Regions from separate parts of the Mus musculus genome. Here all the other regions are linked to region 1. Evidence: chromatin contacts called from public ChIA-PET and Hi-C data. All regions are on one chromosome and are shown on one strand. Each heading gives the region's core, a stretch centred on a gene start, on an enhancer-like site or on the middle of the called end of the contact. The rest is flanking DNA. Distances are from core to core; before and after follow the strand shown.

Region 1 (3,924 bases), core at 598-3,097:
TCTGCTCCCGCTCCCCCAGCCCCCTCTCCAACACTGGAGTTACAGGCATTCGAAGGAAGCCATGCTTTTGTTACATGCACTCTGAGGGTTTGAATCCAGGTCCTCCTGTCTTCACAGTCAGAACTGACAGGAACTGAGCCATCTCTCAGCCCATGGCGACACTACATTAGCTCACCATGAACTAACTTGCTCGTTCATTCCTAATGCTGAACACCACTAATCTGAAAGGCCACATGCTTGTGAGTTTCAGACTGTAAAGCACTTTGGACGGCAAGTTTCTGGATGAAAGTATTCAACTAGGAATGGCTGTGCACACACTCCAAATTCTAACCTGAAACAGCTAAGGTCCCACAGGTTCCAGATCAGGCGTGCTCAGGCTGCATTTGTTCTCCACCCACTAGCAAAAACATACTTGGTACCTAAGAGGAGGACACACCTCTTGAAAATTCAGTTGACTTTAATTGTTTAAAAATCAAGCACGGACTGGAGCGATGGCTCAGTGGTTAAGAGCACTGACTGTCCTTCCAGACAACCTGAGTTCAATGAATTCACAGCCATCTGTAAGGGGATCTGATGTCCTCTTCTGGTGTGTCTGAAGACAGCAATAGTGTATTCATATAAATAAAGAAATAAGTAAGTAAGTAAGTAAGTAAATAAATAAATAAATAAATGTTTTTAAAATTGAGCACATTATACTGACCTGGCAGCAAATACCCTATAATCATAGTTCTCAAGAAGCTGAGACAGGAGGATTGTAAGTTAAGTGCTAACTGATTCCTGCAAGGTCTCTGATCTCCACATACACACTAGATGAATAAATGAGTATAAAAATAAAATCTAGGAATATTCATTTAGATAACTAATAAGAGGAAAATGAAAATAAAATAATCCTAAAGAAACCCATTGCCAAATCACTATCAATAGGGTAAAGCATTGGAAGGGACCTGGGTGGGTCCGGGTGTGCTGTTAAGAGATCACCCTGTGCAACAAACCTAAAGCAAGAGGTTTGGGGGTGGGGTAGCAAAAACAGTCTCAGAGTGGGGACATGAGACAGACAGACTGAGAGACAGTTAAAACGAGAGGGACAAAATGAGAGAGAGAAAGAGAGAGAGAGGGAGAGAGAGAGAGAACACACACACACCGTGATGTTGACAGATGCCCTTTAAAGGGTCTGTGTTGCATAGCAACTCTTAGCGGTGGTGGGAACTCTTAGCTATGGTCGAAATGCACAGCACTGGATGCTGACGTAAGTAAACTACAGGTGCTGAGTCGCTGAGAAGCAGGCTGATAGTGTCTGACAGACGGCAGTTGTATTTTATACTGGAACAAAATTTGAATTTCCTTATTTCCTCTATTTAAGAGGTGTCACCAAGATTCTGGACACTTATAAAACAAATAACAAGTCACTTTTGTAAAGACTTGAGAGCCTGCTAGATCGCCCAGTCCCACTCCCTGGACAGAGGAGGTGGCCCAGCTTCTCCCAAGCTAAGCAGAGGCTAGCTGACTCCTACGGAAAGAGGCTTTAAGCCTGCTTTTATCCTGAGAGGACTTACACGGAGTGAAATTAACTTTTACTTAGTAGAACCATCCTTCCAACACATTGGACCAAGAAAGAGCTTTTTTTTCTTCTTCTGTACCAAAATAAGAGTCAGTAGAGTCGTACGTACGTCATCAGGAGACCGGCCGCAGCAGTGACAGCTGGCTTCTCTGCCTCCGCGTTTGCTAACAAGCATTTTAATTATCTGCTTCACTAACATACGGCACAAACCACGTAAAGACCATCAGGGTGACTGCGCAGAACGTGTAAGTTTAAAGCTGGACTCCCGAGCATCATTTTCTAAACCTTGACTGTGTTTCTGTCCCTTGCAGAGCAACGGGCTTCGGCTTCTTGAACGCCCTCTGTAAAGCGGCGGCCGTCCTGGGAAACTTAATCTTCGGCTCCTTGGTCAGCATCACCAAAGCCATCCCCATCCTGCTGGCTTCCACTGTGCTCGTGTGTGGAGGACTCGTGGGGCTGCGCCTGCCCGACACACGAACCCAGGTTCTGATGTGACGTGACAAAAGCCATTCCCTTCCTCCCACCGTGGGTCGGTCGTATTGCCTGACTCAAAGCTTCAGAGTTTTAATGTATAGAAAGGTGGCCAAGTATCAGAACACAAACTTTTGCTGTGATGTAACGTGTAGCTGCGTATTGTCTTACCCCGCCAGTGTGATTTGCAGGGTTTCCCGCCCCCCCTCCCCCCGTGCACTGTTAGCTTTTCCTAACTGTGATGTTCCTGCTTCTCAGTGCCCAGTGGAAGTGTTCCTAAAATGTCTCAGTTGACCAGGCTTCCCCAAGGACTACATTCACCAAGAATCTAAAAAGTCTGTGCTGGTGTAAGAAATAGACCCTGCTGGCGACGCTCTACTAACAGGAAGTTTAAATTGGCATAATTTTGTGCTGAGGAAAGGGATTTCTTTTTCTTCTTTTTTCTTTCTCTCTTTCTTTCTCTCTCTTTCTTTCTTTCTTTCTTTCTTTCTTTCTTTCTTTCTTTCTTTCTTTCTTTCTTTCTTTCTTTCTTTCTTTCTTTCTTTCTTTCTTTCTTTCTTTCTTTCTTTTTCTCATACCGAGTGATACTTCCTGTTTTCTTAGAAAAAAGACAGCCTGCCAGCCACTCTAGCTGTTACAGCAGGGGGTTTCAAGACAATTGTGTGACACCAAGCACTTCTGGGCGGGGCTCTTTTGGGCAGGATGATTAGGGTGGTTTTGTTAACAAGAAAAGTTTAAAGTCTATCCCCACTTGGCAACGAAACCCTACCTGAGCAGCACAAGGCAGATTTTTAGATAGAAATTGGAATTCACAACCAAAGCCATTTGGGAAACACAGACGGGAGCCTCTCTTGTACGGTCCCTTGCGGGTCAACACCACCCACCCTCCTTTGATCAACTGTCCACTGTTACATTTTTAGCCCAAATCTCCACATCAGGTCATGTCCCTCCAGTGTCCCCAGGCTGTGGGCTCCTAGCCTTGTCTCTGGACAGTTTTTGAGCCTGCCTGCTCTCCCCAGCAACCCTCCGGCAGGCAGGACAGCATTTCCTGGTGGGTGAATATCTGTTTTACCTCTGGAATCTTCCTGAGCATGGAAGGAGGGAGGGGTCAGCAGGACGTTCCCACGGGCCAGCTGTCAGCTAAAGGACCTTCGAGTCTCTTGCCCGGTGCCCCTCCCCCAGGCCCATCCTTTTACGCGTCTTTGAAATCTGAAGCCTCCTTGTAGATTTGCAGCCTGTGATAGCAACCATCGTAAGGCCTGTGTTTAAACAGCATTCTTTGTTTAACTGCCTCTGTCTTGTTGGAGGGGGAATCCTCTTTGCTTATTTTACGCTTTTCTTGCATGACCACAGCCCCGGGCCTTCCAGAAAAAAGGAAACTTCTGTTCCCAAGAATCTGTTCAGAGATGGCCCTGCTCCCTGGAGTCCCCTCTGCCTTGCCTCCCTTCCCCTCACATGTTCCCTGATCCCTCCTGGAGCTGAAATTCTGTGAAAAGCTCTTTGATTAACATAAACCATTAATCCACTGCCCCCATTAAGTAATGCAGGCGTGGTGGAGGGGGCAGCCTTGAGTTAAGATGGGAAGCTGCAGAGAGAAAGTGGTTCCCTGCAGATAACCTGAGTACTCAGAGCCTGGACATCCAGGCTATGAGAGCCAGAGCTGCAGAGCTGACCAGGGAATCTTCGAAGCATCATTGATTGATTTGAAAGACACCAATGAGGCAGGGCCAGAACAGAACTCGCTTCTGTTTCTCATCCCTGGGAAACAAATCTGTGTTTCAAAAACCTAAGGAGTATCTATTTTTTTTTCCATGCAGGCTCATTTCTCTCTCCTATTTGCACCATGGTTGTTTTCTTTTTGAAAAAAACATGTTTGAGGCCCAGAGCAGACCTTT
Region 2 (3,408 bases), core at 884-3,383, 550 kb before region 1:
CTATTCATTCTGACCAATCTTTGGTGTTGTTAGTGTTCTCAGTTGGGGCCATCCCGACACATGCAGGATGATGGTGTTAAGTCATTTTACACTGCATGTCCTCACTGGCATAGAGTGAGGAGTCGCATTTCATATGGTTAGATGTCATGTATGAATCTCTGGTGAGGTGTCTGTTAAGGCTTTAGGCTTAGATTTAAGTAAGATTGTTGACTTTTCTTTTGTTTTTTATTGAGTTTGAAGAATCCTTTGTGTATTTTGAGTATCAGTCACATACTGACTTTTATTTTAAAAATATTTTCTTCTAGTTTAACTTATCTTTTGACTCCCTTGATAGTAATTTTCACTGAGCAGACATACAAAATGTGTTTCAGTTAAAGTGTGAAGGATTTTTTTTTTCTAAGTTTAAAAAATTGCATTCTGTAGAAAATAATGCTGTCTTTAAGTTGACCTTATTCTGTAAACATTTGCTTTTGGGACTTGCTAGGTTTAATGGTCTGTAATCTACATATATCTTTAATAGACACTTTACAGACACAGAGGAACATAGCTGGTGTGTTGCTCTGACTTTTGGGGGTTCATACAAATTTTGCAGTTTACCGTCCAGATAACCTGGAGAACTAGAAAGTGCTTTCCATTGAGCAGCAGAATTTCAGCTTTTGTTCCAGTTGTGCCCAGTGTTTGCTGGGAGCCTCGCTGGCATCTCTCAGAGCAGGAGTGGTAGGAAATGTGTCTTATGTTGATTATTTAATTGTTTCATTTGTTGAGCTTCCTCTAAAAGAAGCTGTGTGCGTGGGAGGAGGCTGAGGAAGTCCCAAGGAGACAAGAAGGTCTCAGAGAACGAAGATGTTTTCATAGGAAATGTTTCTATTTTGGACTCACATTTTCCACATGCTAGATTTGATTATGTGTGATATGATAGTGTAAATTCCTGCTGGTCAGACCGAGGTAAGAAGTCTGCATGCATGAGCCAGGCAGCTCGTTTGGACCCTCTTTGAATATCCTCCCCTGGACTCCACCCTCACCACACTCCTGGAAGGCAGGCATCTGGTTATCATATAAACTATCTTCTAATGAGCTCGTAAACTGGATAAACGAGCATCCACATTCTGTTAAGTGAGGCCACACAGCCAATCCGTGCATTTCGACCATTTTAACAACTGCCTTTGCTAACTTGGACCAACTCAGTAGACTTTATGGAGATACTAAGTCAAAATAAAAAGCAGAATTTCCAAATATTGTCCTAAATGTAGTAGAAATTGAAGGTTTTGAAAAGAAATTAGTATAGAGTGTGGATACACAATGTTAAAGACTGTTCAAAGTCTATTAGCCACAATTGGTATTTGCAGCTCTCACCCCAGCACTCAGGAGGCAGATGGGTCTCTGTGAGCTCTAGGCCAGCCTGTTCTACATAGTGGGTTCTGGGACAGCCAGGACTACATATAGTTTCCAAAACAAACAACTTCAACAACAAAGACAAAAAACCAAAGCCTGTGTTAGAAAAGATAAGACAAAGAAAACAAACTTTGGTGTAACCTGTTTCCCAAGTCCAGCTCTCCCACGTCAGCTCTATGACTCAGAACAAATCTCTTAATCTTAGTAAACTTTCATTTTCTCATTTATAAGACTAATAATTGTAATCTCTGAATTATTCTGACTAGTAAGTGAGTTTTTGTGGGAAGAACTTAACACCTGACATACTCCATAACTGTCCCTTCTACCTTAGAATGAGAGGTAGTCAGCGAGCCCTTGCCATACCCCTCTCCAAGAACACGTTGTGCAAGCATCTCTTCATTCCTTCAACAACCTTTTGCCATTAGTTTATTAGAATTAAAGATTGTAAGAGAGGGCTAACATAGCCACTGTCCTGTGCCTAATGAGAAGCGTTACTGAGAACCAGAGGAAGGTCCTTATTTTTAGCCCCGGTGACACACGAGTTCTCAGAAGTAACAGGAGGAAGAAGAAGGTAAATGTTACAGCCACCAAGTAGACTGTGAAAGGCCTCAGGGGAAAGTGATAAACGAACCATGATCGAGAAGTAAAGGGGGAGAAATGTTGGGAAGCTAAGGCAGGCGCTGTGCATTGCGGAGAGCAGAGAGCGTTCAGACAGGATGGGTGGGTGACTAAGAAGAGAGTAAAGGAAGATGGAAGAGATGAGTCACACTGTGAGGCTTCCTCTGGGCAGCTGCACGCTTGCATCGAGTACAAGAGAGAAGTTCACAGAAGAAACCGTCCCAGCGTTAATCATGAGTGTGAGGAGGTTTCCCTCGCGGTTGGCTTTCTATTTATCTTCTGCTTCTCTATATTATTCCAAGCCAAAATATTTCAGGTGCCACTCCTTTATTCTTACTTCATTCATATTTTAGGCATATTGTAATTATTACAGCTTATCTACTATAATAAGGGCCACAGTGGAAACAAGAAATCAAGCAAGAGAGCATTGGTTCTCTGGCATGGAAGACAAAGCTGCAGCCGAGTTTCATAGTATATTTGAGTTGACCCATGAAGCCTGTGACAGAGCTCAGGGTATTCTAGATAGGAGCAACCCAAGAAGGCAGAGTCCCTCAGGTCAGCGAGAGGGGTAGGCTCAGCAAGGTTAGGCCTGTGTACACTGTCAGGGTCTGCTACAGGCAGATGGGATTCGGGTCTTGTTCCTAAGAGAAGAGCTGCAGTTTTAATCTCCAGCTAGTGGGTGGGTGGCTGGTGTGTCTGTCCTAAGACCATGAAACAAGTATTCTGTAAGTGAGGGCAAGGCTGAAGACAGCACGTTCATGGGGGATGGGCAGGCACAGCGAGCTCTCCCCCTGATGGCTTTGCCTTCCTTTAGGCGCTCACTGGGTTCTCCAGAGCTGTTTCCCCCTCTCCTTGGTTACTGTGTTCTGCCTCCGTTGCTCCTCTCAGTAGTAGATTCCATGTGCTGTGTATGCGGTGCTTGCTTTATGGCTGTCTTCTGTTATGATTTATGTTAATGATCTAGGCAGCTTCCTATAGGTTGACAAAATTAAACCTGTCCCATAGCCCTTTGCAGGGTAACCTGGGCAAGCACATATAGAGCATTAGTAGAGGCTGCCCATAAAAACGGTATGGGGATGCTTGCTATGTAAACTTTTCTTTACTCGCCTATTTTGTTTCTCTCCGTGTTCTCTTCTCTTTTTTCTTTCAACCCAGTAATTTTTCTCTGAACAGGCAAAAAAGTTTAAAGATTACAACTCTGCATTGTTATATTTGACATGTATATTAAAGTTTTATGAAAAATAAGCTACATCTTCAGTTTTTAATTGATATTGGTATAGAATAACTATTTCAGATATTAGCTCTTCTCCTGGCTAGTTTTATGTCAACCTAACAGAAGCTAGACTCAGGGAAGAGAGACTCGGAACTGAGAGAATGCCTCCATAAGATCAGGCTGTG
Region 3 (3,531 bases), core at 636-3,135, 1.0 Mb before region 1:
CATATACCTTATTTTAATGACATTTAGGTTATATAATAAGGAATGCAGGATCACACACAACAGACAAATAGAGTTAAGCTGTAATAAGCACTATGGAGAGAAACAAAGGGGGCAGAGGCTGAGGCTGTTGGAAGCTGAGCAGCTGCCGGGTTAGCATGGTCAGCGAAGGCTCCAGGGGTGGATGCCATTGGAGCTGAGATTTAAATGCAGCATGTGTGTGTGTGTGTGTGTGTACAGAAACATGTGGGGGTGGATTGCATTTCTGGCAGATGGAACAGTGACCACAAATGCCCCCAAGCACAAGTTTCTCTCAATTGTACCCTCAGGAGCTAACACATGAAGGTCACTGAAAGAGATGTGGAGAAACTAGTGCCACTCCACTGAAGAATACATATTATGTAAGATCCTGAGAGTAGAGGGATACTGTGTCACTCTGGGCCACACAGGAGGAGCAGAAACACCAGTCCAGAGATTTATATTGGGATTTTTTTTTTCTTTGTAAGAAAGGCAAGGCAAGATCCCAGTGTGGCACCACACACTTATCATCCTAACCCTCAGGAGATGGAGGCACAAGACTCTGAGTTTTACAATTGCTGGACTATATAGTGAGTTCAAGGTCACTGGACTACTTAGCAAAATTCTGTCTCTCCCCCAACCCCCACAGAAAAACTGTTAAGGCCGACAGGGGAAATGACCTTGGGAAATGACCTTGGGGTTGGTTGCCTAGTGCCTGGCCGTAGGTAGCTTAGTGTAGGGAGAATATTAGGTTAGACAGGATGGTTTATGATATGTGTGCTAGCTAGCTTTTCATTACTATAATAAAATGTCATGATACATATATATTAATATAGCCTATAGTATGTGTTATATAATTACTATAACATAAAATAAAATAAAATAAAATAACCAACTCATAAAGAGAGGAGGGCTTCCGTTTAAGAGGTTCCCAATCCATTATCCAATAGACTTGCTGTTTCTGGGCCTGTGGTGAGGCGAGAAATCACGGTGGGGAGCTTGTGTTAGGTCAAAGCTGCTCATCTAGTGGACAGAGAGTGAGCACAGAGAGACCAGGGAGGGATTAGCATCCCAGTGCCCCCTAGGAGAGCAGGTTTCCAATGAGCAAGGACATTGATTCCCCACTACGTCTGGAGACTGCTTTTTTCTTCTGTTTTCTTTTGTATAGGGGACTGAACACAGGGCATACTAAGCGTGCTACATAGCACTAGGGAATCTGGTTTCTAGGGAAATTGGAAACTGTTTTGGCCATTATGTTGGCCCTGTGATGGTAGATGGCTAATGGACAAATATAGACTCTATGGGTATGCAGAACATCTAGAGTAGTGCAGATTATATTACAATTCCCACTGAGTAAGACTGGATATACGAGGGAGAGGTAGGCTTGTCTGGTCACTGCTGACCAAGTCACGGGTTCAAGGACTAGCTTGGTGCTCACATTGTGACCCCCATCTCTTGTGTAGCCTCCCCCAGCCTTGAGCAGGCTGGCTCAGACCTGTTTTGCCACTGTGAATGAGACCACCTAGGGTGGAGTCTTCTGACCTAGTGAGGTCTAATGTTCTGCCACCTGTGCTCTTCTCCAAGACGCTGCTACCTCTGAGAGGCTGAACCTGTCTTCCTGAGATATTCCTGAGATAGCTGGCAACATGTCCATTGGTGACCCAGTGCTAACAACTTGGCAACAAAGCATCAAGAAGCCTGGCATGGCGGGGATGGGCTTTCCCCCTTTATAAGCTCAGACTCTTAGTAAACATTGGGCCTTGATCAGAATCTGTCTTGGTCTCATTTTTTTCTCTTGCCATTTCCTCCCATACAGCTCCGGGCTCCTACGCAGGAAACCAGTTTGTGTGGCTGCGGGCGGCTACACCCTTGATGTGGTTTTAGTCAAGGTTCCCACCTGCTTTCTGCCTTCTGCTCATGACAAATTATACACCTTACTATGTTTTCTCAATTGAATCTGTTGCTCAACATGTTATACTTTCTACTGGGTTTTGTTACTGTTCCAAAAGACGTAACATAAGTTCTAAGAAAAGGCATTCTGGAAAAAGACCCTTGTTGGCCAAAATGTCAAAGAGAGCCTATTCATTTCCCTTTGTTACTAAACTTTAATTTACTAGAAAGAGGTCTCACGAGACCCATGAGTCACGCAGACGAGCAAGTTAAGGGTTATTCTGTGACTCTACAAATGCTTTTACAATTCGTATTTATTTTGTGTGCACATGTATGTATGTGTGTGTAGGGTCAGAGCACAGCTTTCAGGAGTTGGTTCTATCTTCCCAACACGTGGGCACTGGGGATCCATTTCTAGGCATCAGACCCATCAGCAGTTGCTTTTATCCATGAGACAGCTGGCTCCTGGCACATCACTTTAAATCATTGCCTTCCTCCTGACCCCAGCCTTACATTTGTCTTATAATGTAAGACATAATTAAACCTTAAAGGTGTCCATAGTGTTTTACAACTTCACAGTTTAAAAGACCAAAATCTATGCCTCATCTTAGGTCAAGGCAATCTCTTAACTGTAAGCTCCTGTAAAGTAAAAAACAAGTCGCATGCACACAATGGCACAGAATAATCATTCCTATTCAGCAACAGAATAATTAGGGCATAGCAAGGATGATCAGACCAAATGTCCCATCTACTTTTCTATTGCTCTGATGAAACACCATGACCAAGGCAACTTATAAAAGACAGTGTCATGGTGTCATGACAATGTTTTGTGAGGCAATGCCACAACCTAGACCATAAAGACATATCTGGATTTATAGAACAGTTTTCATTACTATGCATAAAAATAAAATGTAAATGTTTTTATTTGTAACATTCATAAAAACCCATTACTGTACTTCAGAGAGTTATACTACCTAGCACACAGGAGTTACGTACATGGGCCGGCTTGTTACCAAAAATGTCTGTGTATTAGTGTTTTGATGTAAAAGTTTGTACTTGTGTAGGGAGTCATTGGGTGAAACCAGGAAAGGACCCAAATATCACAGCAAGTGGGCATGGGTCATGTGAAATGGTCCAAGGTCCAAGTGCCAACTCCAGGAGAGGAGGAGGGTCGTGGGAGCCTGGGAAGCTGGAGAGAATTCAAGGAGCCCAGGCAGATGAGATGTTATCCATGCTGCGTCGAAGCCATCACACAGAGTGAGAGGCAGGCAGATGCAGGAAAGTACCCAAACACAAGCCAGAAAGAAGACTTGAGCTGCATGGATCCAGACACACACAGGCCTACAGAAAGAAGTACATACACAGACAGGCTGGAAAAGCTGAAGGCCAAGGGCCCTAGGTCTCAGAAAATTATTCATTACTTAGGTACAGTGTACATGAATATATGTATGACATCCACTGTCAGCCATTTGGTACTGACACATAGTCTCCTGGATGTTCAGAGTTAGTCATGTTGGTCCATGCTGATACCCATCTCAGCACCATATTGTCTAAACATAAACTGGCCTTTACTGCCCTCTGTTCCCTAGGAGGTGACACCTCTTGCTTGGTTCTCTTGACATTTCT

The links. A called contact is a pair of places that touch in the nucleus more often than the background predicts. ChIA-PET counts read pairs in DNA pulled down with a chosen protein or histone mark.
Region 2: an RNA polymerase II ChIA-PET map of memory CD8 T cells shows a contact between it and region 1, with 29 read pairs. The contact joins two enhancer-like sites. A contact is called at or near these places in 3 of 115 datasets of contacts at active chromatin or transcription factors (bone marrow-derived macrophages, memory CD8 T cells and pancreatic cancer cells).
Region 3: a Hi-C map of CD8 T cells shows a contact between it and region 1, with 4 times the contacts expected there. The contact joins two enhancer-like sites. A contact is called at or near these places in 1 of 484 Hi-C or Micro-C datasets (CD8 T cells) and 1 of 115 datasets of contacts at active chromatin or transcription factors (embryonic stem cells).

Annotation. Positions count from the first base shown.
Region 1 is chr13:95,959,409-95,963,332 of GRCm38.p6, reverse strand. It overlaps Sv2c (synaptic vesicle glycoprotein 2c), which reads left to right. Exons shown (of 13, transcript NM_029210.1): 13 at 1,870-3,890. The coding sequence ends at 2,053. Among named protein-coding and RNA genes, the nearest start is that of Gm24032, 64 kb to the right of the region's middle. Within about 2 kb of position 1,847, at least 126 of the 459 cell types and tissues checked have an H3K27ac peak or open chromatin away from gene starts, as enhancers often do. A contact at or near this core is called in CD8 T cells and memory CD8 T cells, where this site is marked.
Region 2 is chr13:96,509,541-96,512,948 of GRCm38.p6, reverse strand. All of the region lies in intron 3 of Polk (polymerase (DNA directed), kappa), which reads left to right. Among named protein-coding and RNA genes, the nearest start is that of Polk, 31 kb to the left of the region's middle. Within about 2 kb of position 2,133, at least 177 of the 459 cell types and tissues checked have an H3K27ac peak or open chromatin away from gene starts, as enhancers often do. A contact at or near this core is called in memory CD8 T cells, where this site is marked.
Region 3 is chr13:96,955,000-96,958,530 of GRCm38.p6, reverse strand. No RefSeq gene overlaps it. Among named protein-coding and RNA genes, the nearest start is that of Gm41027, 27 kb to the left of the region's middle. Within about 2 kb of position 1,885, at least 34 of the 459 cell types and tissues checked have an H3K27ac peak or open chromatin away from gene starts, as enhancers often do. A contact at or near this core is called in CD8 T cells, where this site is marked.